2 separate regions of the Mus musculus genome follow, and region 1 is linked to region 2. Evidence: chromatin contacts called from public promoter capture Hi-C data. All regions are on one chromosome and are shown on one strand. The core of a region is the stretch at or near the end of the contact, and the rest is flanking DNA. Distances in the headings are between cores, read along the strand shown. Region 1 holds the start of Fbxw25 (F-box and WD-40 domain protein 25). Region 2 holds the start of Fbxw13 (F-box and WD-40 domain protein 13).

What was found. Promoter capture Hi-C pulls out the DNA fragments that hold promoters and counts their contacts.
Region 1: a contact with region 2 is called in a promoter capture Hi-C map of Sertoli cells, with 35 times the contacts expected there. The contact joins the promoter of Fbxw25 here to the promoter of Fbxw13 in region 2. A contact is called at or near these places in 4 of 39 promoter capture datasets (Sertoli cells, embryonic stem cells, hippocampal neurons and 1 more), 6 of 484 Hi-C or Micro-C datasets (the G1E-ER4 cell line, the MNK3 cell line, embryonic fibroblasts and 3 more) and 3 of 9 other capture datasets (adipose tissue, liver and pancreatic islet).

Annotation. Positions count from the first base shown.
Region 1 is chr9:109,659,673-109,666,208 of GRCm38.p6, reverse strand. It overlaps Fbxw25 (F-box and WD-40 domain protein 25), which reads left to right and starts at 1,557. Exons shown (of 10, transcript NM_001378643.1): 1 at 1,557-1,677; 2 at 2,438-2,475; 3 at 2,670-2,833; 4 at 4,053-4,171. The coding sequence starts at 1,588.
Region 2 is chr9:109,191,797-109,197,829 of GRCm38.p6, reverse strand. It overlaps Fbxw13 (F-box and WD-40 domain protein 13), which reads left to right and starts at 1,855. Exons shown (of 10, transcript NM_177598.3): 1 at 1,855-1,976; 2 at 2,757-2,794; 3 at 2,984-3,147; 4 at 5,045-5,163. The coding sequence starts at 1,887.

The DNA.
Region 1 (6,536 bases), core at 308-2,807, 470 kb before region 2:
ACATCTAAGTATCTATAGGTGCATATGTCCATGTTGTTTGTCTGTGTGTACTCTATTGTAGTACTGGGTTTGTTGGAGTTTGTCGAATAACTCTCACTCATAAAGACCATAGAGACTTCCATCACTGCAAGCTTCATGAGGATTTTTATTGATCCAATATGTTGGGGACTCCCCTCCCAGCACACAGGCCAGAGGAGAGACCCAGAACAAAGAAAGAACACACTTTTATACCTTGTAAGGGACAGAGTTGAGCAGCAGGGTTCTCATTGGTGTAGCAAGTAACCCTTTCAGGCATTGGTTGGTTTGCATAGTGACTAAGTAACCCTTAGGCCTAGTGACTCACTTTGCTCGCCCCCATGGTGGGTTATTATGATTTGGTCAGCAAAGCAGTAGTACATTTTGAACTTATGGGTCAGCCACAGCTATTAATGTCACAGGGAATCCTAGCAAGGTCAGGGCAGGTTGTGTTCTTTGTCACAACTCAGTGTGGGGCGGGGTAGGGGGATTCTTCTGAGAACTGTTATTTTTGTTATGGTTATATCTCTGATAACAGCTAATACTGTTTTGGTAGTTGCAAGCTTAATCATTTTGACCACATAAACTATGTTTTTACATTTGTTTAGTCAGCCAGCTTCCGTATCTGGCTCTGCACTTTGCCTGCTAGTACAGTTTGGAAGGTCCTTTTTGAAGGGGGAAGGTACTGGGTGGTCTTGAATTCATTTTGGATATTATAGGTTCCATGAATTATTGTCTTAAAGTACAAAGTAGCACAGTTACCAAAGGTCCTGGACATAAGCTCTACCTGTGGACGCATATGAGAAGGTAATTTTAGAATGAAAATACATTCTGATTTCTAGTTAGTAATATACTCAGCATGAATACAATCAGCATGACACTTTTACTCTTTTTTTGAAACAAAGTCTCATTCTTTAGCCTAGGCTGGCCTGGAAATCATGTGCAGTATGAGTAAAAGTGCCTATATGCTCCAGTGCACATGAGCATCCATGTGCAGAGATCAGCAGTAAATGTTAGGTGTCTTCTTTAACAGCCACTTTCTACTAGAAAGCTAAGTACACAAGCACATGATCTCAGAGGCTGTGCAGGCACAGAGAGGTGGGCCCTGCTGATCTAACTCAGGTCTCAAGGTAGACATGAACAGGGAAACCAGATTCCCTACACCAGGAATTTGCAGCAACCTAACGGACTTCACATAAGCAATCGAAGCTGTTGACAATTAGTGTGTTACTTGGTATTTTCTAGAAGGTTCTGAGAAGTACATTATCAATTGGGGCCGCCCCAGATCATGTGCTTTTGGTCTCCACAGTGCCAGGAAGGGGTTGTTGAGCTCTTCTACACAGTGAAAATCACTGTGGAGTGAGTTAAGGTGTGAGCACTCTCAGCTGAGTGTTTCTGGTTCCAGTGAGTGGGGGCTGGGAGTCAGGCTGAGCGTCTACACAGCTGCAGCTTGCTCCAGTCAAAGCCTGATGAGCTGTGGTTGGCAATCCTGCTAAATCTTTGGCTAAGTCTTTAAAATCAGAGCAAGCTGGGAGGAAAAAGAAGAGTCAGTGTGGACTTAGGCCACTAAAGATGGAGATCCATTTGCCTAGTTTGCCTATGCTGAAAATCCTCTCCTATCTGGATGCCTACAATTTGCTACAGGCTGCCCAAGTGAACAAGGTAAATGCTCTTTGGCTGAACTCCTCCATTTGGTGCACCCTACATGAGGCCCTTTGACTTTTCCCACTCAGTCTTGGAGTCTCGGCTACCCCAGCATCACACTCACACAGCCTTTCGTCCTCACTCTTTCCCTCCCTCAACCCCTCCCTTGCTTCCTTCCCTTTTTCTGTAAACTTATGTTACTCCGACCTGTCTATTCAGCTCTGACATGTTAGTGTCTCAGGGACTCAGTTGCTTCTCTTGACCTACAGAAGTGCCAACCTATAGAATAGCAAACAGATACATCTAGGGGGCATGGGTGACCAATATCCACTCTGAAGACCTCAAATCCGCTTAAATGAGGCAGAAGTGGTGGTGCAGGACTATAATTGAAGCACTTGTGAGGTGGAACCAAGATAATCAGGAGTTAGGATCAGACTCAATCACAACAATTTAAATCTAGCCCAGGTTACTAGACACCCTATCTCATAGCACTAAGTTTGATACCAAAATTCTGCTAAATGCAAAGATCAAGGTGCTATGCAAAGACATGCTACTGATATGAAGCATCCTTGAGACTCCATGTCAGACCTTTGAGCCTGGCCCTCCTTCCTCTGAGGCCTCACTTGGTGACTTGTGTTTGCTGGGGTAGGTCTTTCCAGACTGGCTGGGCCTGGAGAGCTAGGACTGTTTGATTAACCTGTGTAGGCCCAGCAGAGAACAAATTGAAAGCAGGAGAGGGAGGCAGTTGTTGGCTTAAGGATTCTTTTCTCTCCCATAGAACTGGAATGCACTTGCCAGCAGTGATGTCCTGTGGAGGTAAGGAGAGGGGCAGGGTGGGATGGGAGGAGGGGACAAGATGGGGCAGAGAGGGAAGAAGATGCCTTCTGATTCTGGACGTGGACCTCTGCTGTGTGAGGATGGTTAGTGAATAAAAGTTTGCACACTGTAACCATGGCTCTAAGGTGAGGTGACTGGGGTCAGCCTGATGGGACTGCAACTGTGCATTGCAGGAAATTGTGTCAGAGGAGATGGCACTATTGTGACATGGTCACCCTACAGCTCCAGGGCAAAGAGACATGGAAGCAGTTCTTCATTTACCGAATATGGCAAGAACACGCCAAGACCCGGGCAAAGCCAGAAGATTTCACTTACAAGGAAATTCCTGTGGAGTGTGGTATGGGCTTGGGTACTCTAGAAGAGACACCCACTTGGTTTTTACCATTCTGTGCAGTCCTACATTCTCATTTTAATAAGAGGGAGGGAATTGTAGTTTAAGAGCATGGGGCTGCTCAGCTAGCCTAGCCATGGAGTCAATCTGTGATCTGCTGAGTGGTTGCTCAACATTGTAAAACCAGCCCTATAGTTCCCTTTCCCTGAAGGCTTCATACCCTTCCCAGAGTATAGAGGAAATTTAATGGGGAAATTACCAAATAGGCTTTAGTATTTATCCTTTTTTCTAAAAACTTCCTCTGAACAGTTTTCTGCTGGAGAGACTCTTAAGGTTTTTACTTTTATTATTTTCAGTATGTCTGTATGTGATGTGTGTATATGGCAGTGTGTGTATGTGTGTGTGTGTGTGAAGACAACTTTGTGGAATCTGTTTTCTTGAAGGGAAGAATCTTATCTTTCCCATTTGTTTGGGATAAGGCCTCACTCTTTAGCCATGGCTAGCCTGGAACTTCATCCTTAGACTAGGCTGTCCTCAAACTCAAGGTCTGCTGCTTGCCTTCCCTTGGACTGGTACATCTTTACACCTGTGTTTTTCTTTTCTTTTCTTTTGTTTCTTTTTCTCTTTCTTTTTCTTTCTTTCTTTCTTTCTTTCTTTCTTTCTTTCTTTCTTTCTCTCTCTCTCTCTCTCTCTTTCTTTCTTTCTTTCTTCCCCTCTTTCCCTGTCTCTCTCACTTCTTTCTTCTCTTTCTCTCTCTCTTTCTTTCCTTCCTTTCATTCTTCCTTCCTTCCTCTCTCTCTCTCTCTTTCTTTCTTTCTTTCTTTCTTTCTTTCTTTCTTTCTTTCTTTCGACAGGATCTCATGTACCATAGGCAGACCTCAAACCCTTCATGTAACACACACCAAGAACTTGAACTTCGGATCTTTCTGCCTCCAAATGTGTAATGGTTTACGGTTTATTGGTCTTTGAGAACAGAACAGTGCACTCTGCCCAGGGAGTCAGAGCCACAGGCCCCAGACCTATTTTGTATCTATAGAAACAGATTAAAGGGTAAATGTGTCTGAACCAATGACCAGCCTACAGTGTGCTTGGCTGCCTCCCTTCATCTTTTCCACAGCTTTTATCCAAGCCTTCTACATGGCAGAGGGAAGGGAACCATACCTCCTTTAGTTTGAGTTGTCTCTCAACTGTCTGCTGTCCACATACTGTTGGGGTTTCCTTGCAGGATTTTATGGATACGCATGTTATATCTCAGGGCATGGTTTAACAAGAAACGGACAAGGCAAGTCAGTCATCTGTATGGTGAGTTCCAAGAACACGATTTCCACCTGGGATATTCACAAGGTGAGTCTGGTCAATGAGTTGCAAATGTTACCCCCATATGAATTCTAATTTCATCTTTTTGTTGCTGGTGATGATGAGACAGGACCCCCTGTATAGACCTAGCTGCCACGGAAGTCCCCATACAGATCCACCTACCTTGGTTTCCCATGTGCTTGGGTCAACGGTTTGGACTACCACAATAGATTTTCCCTCTTCTTATTTTTTTATTTTTTTTATTTAATTGTTTTCTATGTATGAGTGTTTTCTGTGCATATACGTATGTGTGATCCATGTGTGTCTGCTACCTGTGGAGGTCACTAGAGGGTGTCAGGTCCCTTAAAAACTGTAGTTGCAGATGATTGTAAGCTGTTGGCACTGGGGCTGTGGGCACTGAACTCAGGTCCTCTAAGCCATTTGTGCAAGGCCTGTCAGTGTTTCAAAGTTTTCGTCATAGATTGTTCTCATACAAAGTTGGGTTTACTCCTAGGTATTCTTTTTGAAGATATATTTTTGATTATATATGTGTGTGTCTGTGTTAATTTATGGTTGATGCTGACTGGCAGAGGCCAGAGGCTGTGAAGTGTTGTACAGGCCTTGGGAACCCGACTAGGGTCCTTTGTAAGAATATTAATTGCTCTGTACTGCTGAACCATCACTCTAGCCCCTTACTACATGGTTTATTTGTTGTAGTTGGTTTTTGTTTGTTTGTTTGTTTTGGTTTGAAACAGTGTTTCACTGTGTAAGAGCCGTGGCAGACACTTTCTCTGTAGACCAGGCTGGCTTTGAACTCTGAGATCTGCCAATCTATACCTGCTTGGAATCAAAAGCATATACCTTGTTCACCAGGCCCCTTCAGGGTGGTGGTCGAGGCTACTTTGAATCAGAAGGCTTCCCTGATCCTTCTTTACTTTGTTTATTACTCTATAGGAAGGGTGGTGATTTTTTCCATGTTAACATTGCAGCCTGTCAATTTTCTGGAAGTTTATCAGTTGTAAGAGTTTTCAGAGGAGTCTTAGGATCTCTAATACAGGCTCATAGTGCCTGCAAATGAGGAAATGCTGGCTTCCCTTTCCTCTTGGCCTCCCTCTTCTTTGTTTCTCTTGTTTTATTGTTTTAGCTAAAACAATACCATGTTGAATGAGAGTAGAACGTGTGGATATACTTGTCTTGTTCCTGATTTTGTTGGAAATGCTTTGATTTTTTTCACCCTATTTGTGGGTGTACAGTAAAGAAACTGCTGACATTACGGTTCCTTGATATGATTATGATTTTATTGCAGATATGAGAGAATGACCAGAGAGGTTTAGAAGAGTCCAAAGCAAACGAAGAAAGAAGTAGACTGTGTTGTGTGTTTAAGACCAGAAAATGTTTTGTAGAGTAGAATATCATGAGGTTGAAGGGGGCCTCAGTGGGCAGGCCCATGCGGAGGCATCCCTCCCGATGATGTACCAGACATATGATGGGTGTAGTGTAGAATAGAGTTTATTTAGGGCATTGGATGTGGAGTTGAGAAGGGAGTAGAGCAGAGAAAGACAGAAAGGGAAAAGGGGAGAAATGTTGAGAGGAAAGGAGAGGCAGGTTAGAAAATGTGGAGAGGGAGAGGGAAGAGGAAAGAGGAAAAATGGGTTAGGGAGAGAAAAGATTCAGACAGAAAGGTCAGAGAGAGGGAGTACGGACCCAACAATTATATAGCAAGCCAGGCCTACCTGGCTGTTGCCAGGTAACTGTTACATGGTGCCCAGAAGGAATGCTAACATTTGTCCATTTTGGTTTAATTTTAAAAAGGAGAAAGAAAGAGGCGACGGTGAAGCAGGTATTTGTGATCTCTAGCTACTTCCTGCTGACTTTGGGGTGACATGTCTGGGAAACCTAAGAAAATGGAGATGGGGTGTTGGTCTTAGGAGAGTCAGTTGCTTCCTTGCTCACTAGGATCTGTGGGAGCATCTGTGAGTAGGAAGGAGCAGGTTCAGTAGAAACATCTGTGTCTGTACGCAATGGCACATCTGTGGGTTGCATCTTTGGAGCTGCCCTGGAGGTAGATTTTGAGTAAACACCTGGACATTGCAAGGTGATGGAACACTTATGTATATTTGAGGAAGAGAATAAAGTCAAGTGTTTTTGGAAGAAAAAGAAATGTTCTCAGGTGTACATTAGAAACTGTTTTGTCTTCGTGGTTGGGGTGAGAGGAGTCCCAATCCCAGGGAACAGGAGAGGAATCCCACCCTCTGGAATAGGCAACAGGTAGGAACGTAGGCTATTGATTGGCAGGTGTATTTATCTAGATGGGGTCTGTGTTTTCCATGAGAGGTGAATCTGAGTCGATTTTATGGAGCTTATAAGTTTACAAATGAGATAAATCTGTTAACAGCAGGAACACGGTTTAGAT
Region 2 (6,033 bases), core at 606-3,105:
GATTATTCTTGTCACAATGGTTGTTGCTTGGGGTTATCCTTACTGATGAGGTGGCCATAGTACCTGCCATATCACACAATGGGCAGGCAAGCTCAGGTGCTGCCCAGAGGTCTGTTCTTTATCTGCAAACACAGTGATTTAAAAAAAAAATGGTGGTGTGTACACCTTTAGTCCCAGCAGAGGCAGACAGATCTCTAAGTTTGAGGCCAGCCTGGTGTACAGAGTGAGTTCCAGAACAGCCAGGGCTACACAGAGAAACCCTTCCTCAAAAGAAACAATCAAGACCCGACCATCAAACCCCAACCCCCCCACACACACACTTCACCTGATTACTATGAAACAAAAATGTCAGGTGGATTTAAATATGAAGTCAGGGATATGGGAGAGGAGGGAAAGAGAGACAGAGTCAGAGAGAGATAGAGAGAGACATATAGACAGACAGACAGATTCAGAGAGAGAGAGAGAGATTGGATTTTAATGTTCTGTTTTGGTTATAAAATCAGCTTATGATTGGCCCTAATGGCAGAAGAGTTCCCTATGTAGTTTGTTATAGGGACACTGAGTCCCAGCAAGGACCCAAGTCCTCTGGCTTCCAGTTTCTGTCCTTCCATCACCACCTTCCACCTCATGAGGGGCCAGTGTGAACCTTACAGCTTCTACTCTCTTCTGTTCCCTTTCTCCTCATCTTCCAAGAACCCTGTGTGGAATGGATCACCCAGCATGTCTGGCCTATGGGCATGGAGAGCCAGCAGGTCAGCAGGGTCCTGGAAGCCAGGATGCTTAGAGCCAATTCTTGCTATGGCAGGAACCATGACCTTGTAGAGAAATCCTGCTAGACACTTATGGGTGGATGTGAGAGGGAGCATAGTAGGTGCTTAGGTTGTTGCACCATTTGCCCTTCCTGGTGCTTTCCACACTGCTCAGTATTACAGAGTTGACCTCAATGCCAGGAAGACTTTGTTACCCTGAAGCTTACAGGAAAAATTGAAAGTCTGGCCAGGGCTGGAGAGATGACTCCGCAGTTAAGAGCTCAGGCTGTAGATGAGGCTGACCTCAAACTCACAGACCCACCTGACTCTGCATTTTGACTGCTGAAATTTAATGTTGTGTTCCTGGCTCTCTGCCTATTTTTTACTATATAAGTACTTAGGTTTAACAAAATCATCATTGAATATGAATAAAATCAGCATATCACTTTTACTCTTTTTTAAAAACAAAGTGTCATTTGTTATTCTAGGCTGGCCTGGAATTCATGTGCAGTACTTATAAAAGTCCTATATGCTCCAGTGCACATGCCTGTGTATGCACACAGAGCAGCAGGAAACATCAGGTGTCCTCTTTGACTGCCACTTTCTACTAGAACGCTAAGTACACAAGCACATGATCTCAGAGGCTGTGCAGGCACAGATAGGTGGGCCCTGCTGATCTAACTCAGGTCTCAAGGTAGACATGAACAGGGAAACCAGATTCCCTACACCAGGAATTTGCAGCAACCTAACGGACTTCAACATAATCAATTGAAACTGTTGACAATTAGTGTGTCACTTGGTATTTTCTAGAAGGTTCTGAGAAGTACATCATCAATCAGGGCCGCCCCATATCATGTGCTTTTGGTCTCCAGAGTGCCAGGAAGGGGTTGTTGAGCTCATCTATGCAATGAAAATCACTGTGCAGTGAGTTAAGGTGTGAGCACTCTCAGCTGAGTGCATCTGGCACCAGTGAGTGGGGGCTGGGAGTCAGGCTGAGCGTCTACACAGCTGCTGCTTGCTCCAGTCAAAGGCTGATGGCCTGTGGTTGGCAATCCTGTGAAATCTTTGGCCAAGTCTTTAAAATCAGAGCAAGCTGGGAGGAGAAAGAAGAGTCAGTGTGAACTTAGGCCACTGAAGATGGAGATCCATTTGCCTAGTGTGCCGTTGATGAAAATCTTCTCCTATCTGGATGCCTACAGTTTGCTACAGGCTGCCCAAGTGAACAAGGTAAAAGCTCCTTGGCTGAACTCTTCCATTTGGTGCATCCTACATAACGCCCTTTTGACTTTTCCCACTCAGTCTTGGAGTCTTAGATACCCCAGCATCACACTCACACAGCCTGGCATCCTCCTTCACTCCTTCAATCTCTCCCTCCCTTCCTCCCTTCCTTTCTCCCTTCCTTTTTTTTCCCTCCTTAAACTTACCTTATTCAGACCTGTCTACTCAGCTCTGACACATTAGTGTCTTGGAGACTCAGCTGCTTCTCATGACCAACAGGAGCTCCATCCTACAGAATAGCAAAAGGATACATCTAGGGCTCATGGATTAGCATTATCCACTCTGAAGACCTCAAATATGGTTAAATGAGGTAGGAGTGGAGGCACACACCTGTAATTGAAGCACTTGGGAGGTAGAAGCAAGATGATCAGAAGTTTGGGTCAGACTCAATGACAGGAATTTAAAATAAGCCCAGGCTACTAGACACCCTATTTCAGAACAGTAACAGTGATAACAAAATTCTGCTAAATGAAAAGGACAAGCTGCAGTGTGGAGATGTGCTGCTGGTCGGAGCATCCTTGAGACTCCATGTCAGACCTTTGGAGACTGGCCCTCCTTCTCTGAGGGCTCACAAGGTGACTTGTGTTTGCTGGGGTAGGTCTCCCCAGGCTGGCTAGGTCTGGAGATCTAGCACTGTGTTTCATTAACCTGTGTAGGCCCAACCCGGAACAAATTGAGACCAGAAGAGGGAGGCAGTTGTTGGTTTAAGGATTCTTTTCTCTCCCATAGGACTGGAATGAACTTGCAAGCAGTGATGTCCTATGGAGGTAAGGAGACGGGCAGGGTTAGATAGGAAGAGGGGACAAGATGGGGCAGAGAGGGAAGAAGAGGCCTTCTGATTCTGGACCTGGACCTCTGCCACATGAAGATGGTTAGTGAAGTTTACACACTGTAACCATGGCTCTAAAGTGAGATGACTGAGGTCAGCCTGATGGGATTGCAACTGTGCATTACAGGAGGTTGTGTCAGAAGAGATGGCTCTTCTGTGACATGGTTACCCTACAACTCCTGGGCACAGAGACATGGAAGGAGTTCTTCGTTTCCCGAACATGGCAAGAACATGCCAAGTCCCGGGCAATTCGAGAAGATTTCATTTACAAGGAAATTCCTGCGGAGTATGGTATGGGCTTGGGTACCTAGAAGAGATGCACACTTGAGTTTTCCCATTCTGTGTGGTCCTACGTACTCATTTAAGAAGAGGAAGGGAATTGTAGTTTAACAGGATGGGGCTGCTGTGCTAGCACAGCCATGGAACCAATCTGTGATCTGCTGAGTGTTGCTCAACATCTTCAAACCAGCCCTATCGTTCCCTTTCCCCTAAGGCTTTGTACCCTTCCCAGAGCATAGAGAGAATTTACTGGGGAAATTACCAAATAGGTTTTAGTATTTATCTTTTTCAACGAACTTCCTTAGAACAGTTTTCTGATGTAGAGGTGCTTTTAAATTTTTTACATTTATTATTTTTAGTGTATGTGTATGTGATGTGTGTACATGCCACACTGTGTGTGTGTGTGTGAGTGTGTGTGTGTGTGTGTGAGAAGACAACTTTGTGGATTCCGTTCTCCTTGTTGGAAGAATCTTTTCTGTTTGTTTTGGAATAAGGTCTCACAATATAGCTGTGGCTAGCCTTGAACTTGATCTGTAGATTAAGCTGTCCTCAAACTCAAGAAGTGCCGCTTGCCCTCACTGGGACTGGTACATGTTTACACCTGGCTATTTCTCTTCTTTTCTGTCTTTTCATTCTTTCTTTCTTTTCTTTGTTTTCTTCCTTCCTTCCTTTCTTTCTTCTTCCCTTCCTTTCTGTCTTCCTATTTTCCTTTCTTCCTTCATTCCTTTGTTCCTTTGTTCCTTTCTTTCATTCTTGTATTCTTTCTAAAGAGGGGATGTCCTGGACCACAGGCTGACTTCAAACCCTTCATGTAGCAAACAAAAATAACTTTGAATTTCAGGTCCTTCTGCATCCAAATGAGTACCAGGTTATGGTTCATAGGCCTCTAGCAACAGAACAGAGAACTCTGCCCAGGAGTTACAGCCCCAGCCCCCAGAACCCATTTTGTATCTATAGAAACAGACTAAAGGCACCACACGATCCCTACATGATGTTATATAGCTGTAAACCTGTAATGCCAACACTTGGCAGGTGGATGCAAAAGGATATGAAATTAAAGACATGCCTTGGCTACACAGAGTTCTAGGTTAGCCTGGGTTGCATAAGACTCTGTCTCAAAAATAAAATAAAACTCTCTTCTAAGCCTATAATAATTACCACCACTTTATAGCTTGGTCTCCCTAAAGACACTTCGATTGTCAAAATCTTAGCAGTTTCAATGTGATTGAGCTGGTGTTGAACATGAGGAAAGCAGTCCATTTTAAAAATCTTCACCTTCTAGTTTGACATTTTCCTATAGTTCAGTGAAATTAATGCCTTTAACATTTTCCAGCCATACCAGAACCCTACCAGCAGGTGCTTTTATACTATTTTAAGGGGATGATGTATGAAATCTTGGCTATAGTTGGCTAAATGAAGACATTTGAAAATCAAACACTTTTTTCTTTTCAAAGGGCTGCTTCCATGGGGCAATATGAGCTTTGAAAAGTGCAAGCAATTTTGTAAAATTGCTGGCTTTGGATGCATTAAAGTCTAGAAAGTGTGTATTTTGTTCCAGTTGAGCCTCTTGAAATTACTGCTCTTGCCTGTAGTTGCATTGTCTTAAGGAAACTTCGGGAATGTTTGCTTTAAAACCATCATCCTGAGTGTAAATGGAAATTATAAAAATTTGACAAATACCTTTAAAATGTAAAACCAAAAAAGAAAAAAAAAAGAAGAAACAGACTAAAGAATGAATGTATTTGAACCAATGACCAGCCTGCAGTGTGCTTGGCTGCCTCTTGCTTCATCCTGTCCACAGCTGTTATCCAAGCCTTCTTCATGGCAGAAGGAAATAAAACATACCTTCTTCGGTCTGAGTTGTCCCTCAACTGTTTTGTGTCTGTATATTGTTGGGGTTTCCTTGCAGGAGTTCGGGCACATCCATGTTATATCTCAGGGCGTGGCTTAACAAGAAACGGACAAGGCAGGCCAGTCGTCTGTATGGTGACTTCTGTGAACAGGATTTCTACCTGGGATATTCAGGAGGTGAGTCTGGCCAATTACTAGCAAATGTTACCTGCATATGAATTCTGATGTCATGTTATTGTTGTTGGTGGTGATGAGACAGGACCCCCCTGTACAGACCTGGCTGTCCTAGAAGTCCCTATATAGATCCACCTACCTTGGCTTCCCATATGCTCAGGTCAAAAGTTTGCACCACCACATCTGATTTTGCCCTCTTCTCATTTTTACTTTCTATTTTTAGATTTAATTGTTTTCTATGTATGAGTGTTTTCTGTGCATATATATGTATGTGTGATTCATGTGTGTCTGCTGCCTGTGGATGTCACAAGAGGATGTCAGGTCCCTTAAAAACTGTAGTTGCAGATTACTGTGAGCTGTGGGCACTGGGCCTGTGGGCACTGAACTCAGGTCCTCTGCTTAGCCATCTGTGCAGGGCCTGTCAGTGTTTCAAAGTTTTCATCATAGAGACTGTTCTCATACAAGGTTGAGTTTACTCCTAGGTATTCTCTTTTAAGATATATTTTTTATTTTATATATGTGTGTGCCTGTGTTTATAGTTTGTGCCAGCTGGCAGAGGCCAGAGGCTGTCAGGTGTTGTATAGGCTTTGGGAACCCAACTAGGGTCCTCTGCAAGAGCATTAATTGTTCTGTACTGCTGAACCATCAGGGTTTGTTTGTTGTTGTTTTTCTTGTTTGGAACAGGGTTTCACTTTGTAAGAGACTTGAGGGAAACTTACTCTGTAGACCAGGCTGGCCTTGAACTCTGAGATCTGCCAACCTCTGCCTGCTGGGATCAAAAGCGCATACCATGCCCACAGGGCCCTTCAGGGTGGTGGTCCAGGCTGCTGTGAATGGGAGGGCTTCCCTGATCCTTCCTCACTTTGTTTAGTG